2 separate regions of the Ovis aries genome follow, and region 1 is linked to region 2. A link is a contact called in public Hi-C data. All regions are on one chromosome and are shown on one strand. The core of a region is the stretch at or near the end of the contact, and the rest is flanking DNA. Distances in the headings are between cores, read along the strand shown.

Evidence for each region. Hi-C and Micro-C count contacts between places; a contact is called where the count stands out from the background.
Region 1: a contact with region 2 is called in a Hi-C map of hypothalamus, with 5 times the contacts expected there. The contact joins the enhancer-like site here to the promoter of ELF2 in region 2. A contact is called at or near these places in 4 of 16 Hi-C or Micro-C datasets (blood, hypothalamus, muscle and 1 more).

What each region holds. Positions count from the first base shown.
Region 1 is chr17:18,582,369-18,587,226 of ARS-UI_Ramb_v3.0, reverse strand. The region is part of intron 2 of ELF2 (E74 like ETS transcription factor 2); the gene reads right to left. Among named protein-coding and RNA genes, the nearest start is that of ELF2, 56 kb to the right of the region's middle. Within about 2 kb of position 1,941, at least 5 of the 54 cell types and tissues checked have an H3K27ac peak or open chromatin away from gene starts, as enhancers often do. A contact at or near this core is called in hypothalamus, where this site is marked.
Region 2 is chr17:18,525,860-18,530,236 of ARS-UI_Ramb_v3.0, reverse strand. It overlaps ELF2 (E74 like ETS transcription factor 2), which reads right to left and starts at 1,797. Exons shown (of 9, transcript XM_060401003.1): 1 at 1,557-1,797.

The sequences.
Region 1 (4,858 bases), core at 692-3,191, 57 kb before region 2:
TATTCTATCTTTGGGGATTCTGTTTCCCTTTAGATTAGTTGCAGAATTAACTAGTTTTCATTGGCATCCCCATTTCCTGAAGCCAGCAAAAACAAGTATTTATGGATTCTTTTTGTTGAAGTGTTTGCTACTAATTCTACTGAAAAATGAAAGGTAACAACAAAATTAAACACAGGGTTATATTATCTTATAATAGTGGTCTTTAATTTATAGTTCCTGACTCCCTTTGTGACAGGGTAAACTGAATGCCCCTTACTTTTATTCCCAAGGATGAGGTTCACCAAAAGTTCTTTCTTTTTTTGTGTGTGAAGGCCTTTCTTCCCAGAATATTGCCTGTAGATGAAGCCTAGACATAATAATCAGTGTCTTATCTCAAGAAGATAACTGGAACTTCTAAGGGTCTCCTAGTTAGGCATGTAATGCAGCAATCAAATTAAAAACAAATGCTATTCTGCCAGCCTTGTTTTTTCCAAACCAAATGGCTAAAGCTTACCGCTGTAAATCCAAATAGATGCTAACTGTGCTAACTATTTGAGTTCTTTCTCCTCTTCAACCAAATCCTTGGTTCCCTCTTCAAAACAATTTTGCATTTTAAATTATTATTCTAAGTCTTTATTTTACGAGGATTAAGTTGAAGGAAAAAAAGGTAGGAAAAACAAAACAAAAACAGGATTCAGATTCTCCTAAAAGTCGCATCAAACAACATGCATAATAAGAACTCCTTTTTTGCTAACTGCTTTAGAGACCTAACTCTTTTCTTTCGATGTAAAACTTTCTAGGTTTACCTTTTGTAAGCTCATCTAGTCATAAGAAAATCTCTAAATTCTGGCTAACGAATAATTCATTTTGTTCAAATATATTCTTAAAAAACTCCTGGAGGATAACTACTTATTATCATGACTCGGTCTTACAGAAAACATATGAAAAGTATTTTCATCAAATTAAAAATTTTTAATTGTTCATTCCTTTTAAGTAAGATATATATTTTGGCTGATTTAAAAAGTAAAAGGAAATCAAACAGTTACAACCAAATGCTGAATTTAAATGTGGAGAATATGGGATACCCATTATAAAAATCTGTACTTCATCTTAATAATGTCTAAGAGAAAGAAAGGAAATTAGCTATATTCCTTCTTTCCTTGATATACTTACTCAATTAAAAAATTACAGAAATGTAAAAAAAAATTTAAATAAAAACTAATCCTATCTCATCTCCTAATCCCATTCCCAGATTGTAACTAAGCACCGCAAACACCGTGAGTTCTTAGCCCCATTCCCTGATTTTTTGTGAGTGGGAAGAAGTCACTTATGCTTCTGATGGCAGTATTTCCCCATGATTTTTTTTTTTTAAAGGGTGAGATTGACAAATGCTTAATTCCATTTGACTTGCTTCTCTGTCCCTAAACCCTTTGCCTTAACAGTCAACTATGCCCCTTTGATAAAATTTAAATATGACCCACCACAGTAGAAATAATTCAATCTAGAACTTACAGACTAACTACTATACTTGGTTATTTTTTGTCTTTCCTCACCTTTCCCCAAGCTTATCTACTTAATACTATTATTTCCTCAAATGCTTGATTTTCTCAACTTAGTTGGTAAGCATCTTTGAGGCCAGCCACCATGTTATAGTCAACTCTGAATCACTTACTCCCTAGGAGCTGTGAGTACTTTGCATATAATAGGTACTTTGTACACGATGGATATTAGTTCACCAGTATCACAACTATGCTTAAAAACTGACATATGGAGGAGGAAAAGGGAGAATTTACCTGTTGCTTCAATTGCTTAAAAAGAAATGGTTCATGAATTTATTATTTTAGCTTAACTGAAAATACTAACTGTAAAGAACAATTTCAGGAGTTGTTAACTTATGTAATCTGCCTTGTGATACAGAAATTTTACTCTAAGGGGAATTTACATGTTTTCTCCACTAGAGCCTGAGCACTGCCTGAATGCAGACACTGCCTCTTTTGTCTATCGCTCTAACCCCGTGCTTTAAACAGTGAGAGCCACTCAGTCGTGTTCAACTCTTTGTGACCCCATGGACTATGCAGTCCATGGAATTCTCCAGGCCAGAATACTGGAGTGGGTAGCCTTTCCCTTCTCCAGGGGATCTTCCCAACCCAAGGACCGAACCCAGGTCTCCCACATTGCTGGCGGATTCCTTACCAGCTGAGCCACAAGGGAAGCCCATGCTTTAAATAGTACCTGATATATAGCAGATGCTCAATGAATGTTTACTGGTGAATTAATTAATAATAGTAATGCACTACATCATCTCATACAAACCTGAAAGAACTTTAGTATGTTTTCACCCTCAACAGCTGGAGAAGGCAATGGCACCCCACTCCAGTACTCTTGCCTGGAAAATCCCATGGGCGGAGGAGCCTGGTGGGCTGCAGTCCATGGGGTCGCTAAGAGTCGAACACCACTGAGCGACTTCACTTTCACTTTTCACTTTCATGCATTGGAGAAGGAAATGGCAACCCACTCCAGTGTTTTTGCCTGGAGAACCCCAGGGACCGGGGGAGCCTGGTGGGCTGCTGTCTACAGGGTTGCAAAGAGTCAGACACGACTGAAGCAACTTAGCAGCAGCACCCTCAACAGCAATCTTTGTGATGGGTAAAATACAACACAGTAAGAAACTACAGTATTAACTGAGTTCTCACAGTGGCAGAAGCTCTTTTAGCGCTATCATTCCCAACAGTCAAGAGAATGGTTCTCAAAGTATGAATCCTGGGCCAACAGCATCAACATCATTTGGGGACTTGTTAAAAATGCAAATTCTTCAATTCCACCCCACTGAATCACAAATCCTGGAGGTGAGGCCTAGCGATCTGTATTTTAATAAGCACTCTAGATGATTATGGTGAATACTGAAGTTTGAGAACCACTAGTCACAGAAATTTTTTTCATGGAAATCGAAGGGATCTCAAACCAACAAAAAAGTAAAGAAAGATTAGATGAGGCTTTTAAGAAATGTACTTGATGTACAAACACTAGAATATTTTTAGAATAAGTTAAGTCAAGCCATTAAGTGGCATGAAAAACTACCACTGTACAGTTAAGAGGTTTTTTCCTTTTCCTTAGCAGAAATCACAAAACTGTATTCAATAAGAAACATATTTAAAGTGGCTTTCAGATCCCTACTATGAGCTATTAAAGAAAGAGAACAGAAGTAGTGCAGAATGTGGAGAAGAAAAGGAAGATAAGGTAGACAGCTAAAATATGACATGAATGAGATAGAGGAAAACTGTCTTTCAGATCCACCTGAAATTTAGCACCTTACTTTTAAATGAAGTACAAACTACAGTAGTTTTCAGTCACATTATCTGTGACCTCATGACCAACAGAAATCATAAAATATTTTCATATTGTATTATAGTTATTACATATTTCTCAAAATATAATTGATGGTCATCACCACTTTGAAATTATAGCAGTAAATTTGATCTGCCATTAAATCTCATTATTTAATACATTATTAAGGAAACATGTATTAATATATCACAGTTAAAAATAGCCTGAAAGCTATATTTCAATATATTTGGTTCCTTGGTATTCCTAGGTATTTTATATATTTAAAAACATTAAATATGAGAGAAGGTCCACAGGCTTTACCACATGGCCAAAAAGGCCCGCAATACAAAAACATTAAAAAATCATGCAAAAGCTAATAGTTAACAGTTGTGTTAAAAGTGTTCTTGTTCTTAAGTTATGCGCCCCTTCACAAATCTGAGAAAATGTATAGACCCTTTCCCAAGTTTACAACAGGGCATGAGGCGTGCAGAAGGGACAATGATTCTTCCTCCTGAAACAGCACTATATCAAAGCACCCATATCTTGATTCCTAAAAGAAACGCTAGTTGTGCTAACTTCTTTAATCTCTATTAACTTTTAGCTTAGTACGGGCAATGAGCACATCTATAGCCCAAATCTGCTGAGGCAGACAATTTAGTGGAAAGTGAATAAGAATAGTCAACTAGCTTAAAATTAGGAAACTGAATGAGGAGCTAAGGACTTCAGTCGTTATTTCAGGTAATGCTTTTATTGTCTTACTTTACTTTTCATTTACAGTACTCAATATTTTGGAAACAAATTTGTATAAAAAACATACTTTGTTTAAAACCCTTAATAAAGCTTCCCACCACCTTTTAGATAAGGCCCAAAAAACAGATATAAAGGTTTCAGAGTCCTCACCAGTTAAGCTTTTACTTCTTTCGCTTCATTTTAATCCCCTGTCCTTGCCATAAACCATAATCTAGCCATATTGGATACCTTTCTGCTAATTAAATACACTATGTTCTCCTTCCTCCAGACTTTCAGACATGCTATTCACTACATGGCTAGTTACTTCACACCTTTCAAACCTGTTTAAATGTCACTTCCTCATGAAGGCATTCTCTGACCTCCTAGCCATTCCTCTGCTGTATGCTCTCTAAACCTTTCATCAATCCTACCATAACACTAACTCATCACATTGTATTGCAGCAATGTGTTTAACTGTTCATCTTTTCCACAAAGCTGAAAGCCTGGTGAGGGCAAAGGCAGGGTCCTGCTTATCACAAGAATTTCAGCTCTGAGCCTGACAGGCTGTAGGTCTGCAGTAAGAGCTGGGAGAGGAATGGATTTGCCTACAGTTTTAAAGCATTCCTATTTGTATGCCTAAGAAACCTGAGCTATCCCTACTTTGTAACACTTGTAACCTTATATGCTACTCATTTAAAATTTTATATAATCTGCATTTAACCCTCTCCACAGTCTGAGTTAATAAAACTGTATTACTTAGACACATTGTTATATATAAAATTGGAAGTTATTAGTGTTTAAAAAAACAAGTCTGAGTGCAAAGAAA
Region 2 (4,377 bases), core at 548-3,047:
TTTTAGAAGGTATCTCAGTAATACTCATATAAACTCACTTTGTAAACTATTATATCATATTTAAACCTTACTCCTAAACCCCTTTAAATGTAATTAGCTTCCAGCCTTATATAAAGTCATTCTACCTTCTGAAGAAAAGAAGAAATTCTGAAACTCAAATATCCAATCCTATCTTGGTAAAGTAGACATTATTCTGTGCATGCTGACACTATTCTGTGACCACAGCACTAGACAAAGTGCATAATTTACTTCACGATACAGACTCACAGTTAAAAAGAAAGGCAAATCTGATTACTAAACACCAGATTACTCTTCTATCATCAGCGGATTAAAATTTAAACCATACAGTTGAAATAAATGTTGACGAACACAAGATAGGGGGTGAAATTCATAGTTGTACAATAAAGTGTTTGCCTCTTTCTTCTTTCATGAAGTACGATGAACTTAAAGCCTATTCTGCAGCGTAGCTAGCTCCTACAAAAAAAAGAGCCCAGGATGCTGGCACATGAGGAACGTTAGAAACTGTTCAATCTAGATTACTCTCGGGGTAATGGGGTATTTTCTCTGTCCTCTACTGACATGGAATAAAAATGCCCAAGTAGAGAGGGGACTCGGCTGCCAGCTCGCAAAGCTGCTCAGGCAGTCAGTTCCAGCCCTAGCCAAGCCTTCACCGTCCTCCTGCCGCGTCCCCCCACCCCACCCTCCAATACCCAGGAACATGGTCCCGGAGGGCCAGCTTCGCGAAGAGAGGCTCCATAAGGCGGTCACTGGACGCGCATGTTACAGAGCCCGTTTTTGTTTTGTTTAAAAAACAGATTCCTGTCAGAGCCCAGCCTCCCCACTCCCGCGGGAACAGGGGGAAGTGGCAGCAGGGGGCCGGTGTGGAGTGAGAATAAAAGAATGACCGCGTACAACCTGCCGTGCCAGCTAGCAGCAGAGAGCAGGAAAGGTAAGAGGCGACTAGGAGGCCCGACGGCGGAGGAAACTGCTCTCTAGCCGTCCACGCCACCCCACGCGGCCGCAGCCGCCCAGGTCCCGCCCCGGACTCGCCGCCCTGCCCCGGCGCCGGCCGCCGCCTCCCGCCTTACCCGACCCTCCCAGGACGCGTTTCCTCTAGGGCCGGACCCCCGCCCTGGCCTCCTCGCGGGCTAAGGCGGGTCAGTTCAGTCCGCTTCTCGGCAGAGGTGACTCGCGCGGCGATGTAAACACAGCGAGACCAGCTGCGCGCGGCCCATCCCCCCCGCCGGGGTCTGTAACCTCTTCCCTCAGCCCCGCTCCGCGCCCCGCGCTCCTCGCGGGCGGCGCGCCGCGCGCCTTCCCCTTTCTCCAAGTCCAGCTCCCCGACCGTTGCCCCCGGGCACTCAGCCCCCTTTCCCAGCTCCCGGCCGGTGTCACCGCCACAGCCTCCGGAAAACCCTCCGCTAACCCCGGAGCAAACAACACAGGCGCCGGGCGGGGGCGCGGAGGGAGGCGGTGGCACTCGGGACGGCAAGGCTTTCTCGCCGCACCCTCCGCCCTCCCTCCCTCCCACCAGCCTCGGCGGCCCGCGCTCTTACCTGCTCTCCGCGTCGCCCGGGAAGACCGCCGCGTCGCTTTCCCTCCCGGCAGGGCCGCGGAGTAGCCGCCGCCGCCGCCGCCGTTGGCCAGGCGTCCGGAGGGAGCCGGGGCCTCCCCGGCTGCCCGAGCCGCTCCACTGGGAGAGGAGGAGACAAAACAGCGGCGCGCCGCCCCGCGCAGAGCCCCCCGTCCTCGCCGCTCCACCGACCCCCCAACCGCCGAGGCGACGGCGGCGACACTGAGCCCGGCGCGGGGAGCAATGGTGGCCCCCGCCCTCCACCCCCCGCCTCGGCTCCTCCCCCTCGGCCTCCTGCCGCCGCCACCAGGACACTCGAGTCCGCCTCCCCCACCCCGCCCGCTCCGAGCGCTCCTCCCCTCCCCACGCGGCGGCGGGGAGGGGGGTGCGGCGGCACCGCCAGTCACCGCCGCGCCTGTCAAACCCGGGCCGGCTATTTATACCCCGCGGGGCCTCGCCGCCCTCGGCCCGCACCAGCCCGCCCAACATGCTTCCGTGGCCGTCTCGAATCTCGCCCGCCCTGTAGCCCCCCAACTTCTCCAAAACCCGCCTTCTCAGGTAAAGACTCTCGCCACTTGTCCCGCTTCCTGCTCGGCGCGTCGCCAGCATGTTCCCGACTCCGACCCGGGCCCGGGACTGGCGCGGGGGCTCCCAAACGCGGGCTGGCGCGTGGGGGGCAGCGGGGCCGCGCGTGCACCTGCAGCGGCCGCCGGCCCAGACGGCACTCATACACCCTTGCCCCTCTCGGAGGGCCCCCGCGGGCCCGGGCTGTCACCCCATCCCCAAGCTCTGGACTCCCTCCCTTCTCCTCCAGGGACTGCTCGGCCCTCGGGCAGCCTGACAGTCACTGAGGACTGTAGGTTGTGGAAACTCCTAGCCCGGGTCTCTCGCATCTCCACTCCGAAGCCGGGACTAAGTGGAAGGCGGGGGCGCGGGCGGGCAGGAGTGCGCCACCGGCCCCGCCCCGAGTGCCTCCCCGGCCCGTGACGCTCGTGGAGCCACGCCCCTCCCTGCCCGCGCCCCTCCGCGCAGCCCGCTCTTCCTCCTCCCGCTAGCCTGCAACGCCCGGCCTTGTACCCCGCGGACCCCGCCCCATTCCCAGAAATTACCACCCGCCCAACGGCCGGGCCGCGCGACGGTTGGTGCTCGCGTTTGCTGACGGGCGGGCGGCAGGGCTCAGCGCGCAGCTGCGGAGCGCGGCGAGCCGTCCCCTGGCTCTGGCCCCGGGGAGCTGCGGGTGTCCACCCCGAGCCATTGTCGCTCCTCGCTCGGTCGGCGACGGACGGACAAGTAACTGAAGTCCGAGGATTGGCGGTGCGGGAATGTGGGAGAGTGTTGGTGCGGGAGTATTTGAGTGCCTGCGAATTCGAAAGGAAATGAAAACCCAGTTGTAGCTGCAAGCTTCTGGTTTCCCCCCTTTCACACAAAGAGGAATCTCTGAGCAGGGCACTCACGCGCCTCCAAGTACACAAAAGCCAATGACACGGTGCCCAGGGTTGTCCTGCGTTTGTAGCGCCTCATTAATGATCTTTCTTACGCACAGTTATGCATATAAACGCCTCAACCTATTCCCCCATCAACACACTTGGCCGCCGCCGCATTTTCTTGTATTTATTCAACAAAGAACCGAGACTCCCAGTGCGCGTGGGGACCGATTCTGGTCCCCTCCCGGGCTCCTGCAGCCGCACTCCGATGGACCCGGCACAGTGTTCAGCAGGTTCGTTTCCCGGCTCCAGTCGCTTTCTTTTTGAGGCTCCACCGTCACTCCTGAACGAAGGAAAAACGCTGAGGATTATAAGAGATGGCTGTTCTTGAAAGTAACGTGGGAACCGTGGAAATAACGCTACAGTAAGGCTCAAACTTCAAAGAATCACAGGAGGCCCTCTGGTAGAAGTCTCTGAAGAGCGAGGAATTTAATGATCTTCTCTTTTTTTAAAGCTAATAATGCCTGTATATTTACTGGGAAGCCAAGAGGGTTGTGAGGGGATTCTTTCTATCTGAAAAAGCAACTCTGGGTACTTTTTTCTTAAGAGATTTTTGCTTTTAAACAGGGGAAATCTGTATAGCAAATAGGGTCAGTCAGAGATCCTCTGAACTCTGATGAAGTTTTTTAGATTCCTGAGTTTTAAAACATAGCGACTCTTGCCACTTTTCTAAATTAAAGAATTTATAAAGCCTTATAAAGCCCATTCAAGGGCTTCCCTTGTGGCTCAGCTGGTAAAGACTCTGCCTGCAATGCGGGAGACCCCTGGGTTCGATCCCTGGTTGGGAAGATCACCTGGAGAGGGCTACCCACTCCAGTATTCTGGCCGGGAGAATTCCATGGACTGTATGGTCCATAGGGTCGCAAAGAGTCAGACACGACTGAGCGACTTGTCCCTATAACATTCAAATCTTTCATACACATTAAACAGAATACTATAAACAGCATCCTTTCTAGGGCAATATTTCTAATGCCCTATTTCCTGTAAAATAGCCTATAACTTAGAAGGCAATGGCAACCCACTCTAGTGTTCTTGCCTGGAGAATCCCAGGGACAGAGGAGCCTGGTGGGCTACAGTCCATGAGGTCACAGAGTTGGATAGGACTTAAGTGCCTGAGTACAAGTTCACTATTGTCCATTTTTTATATTTGTAAGGAATTAATATTCAGTACTACTGTATCTCCATGACCATAACATGGCATAATAAGGAGTATGCAACAAGCCCTGATTTCTAAGTTAGGAACAGATTTGGTCTGTATATATAGAGACCAAACATTATTAAGATTATATGTATATTAGGTAGAATAATTTTGTTTTCTCT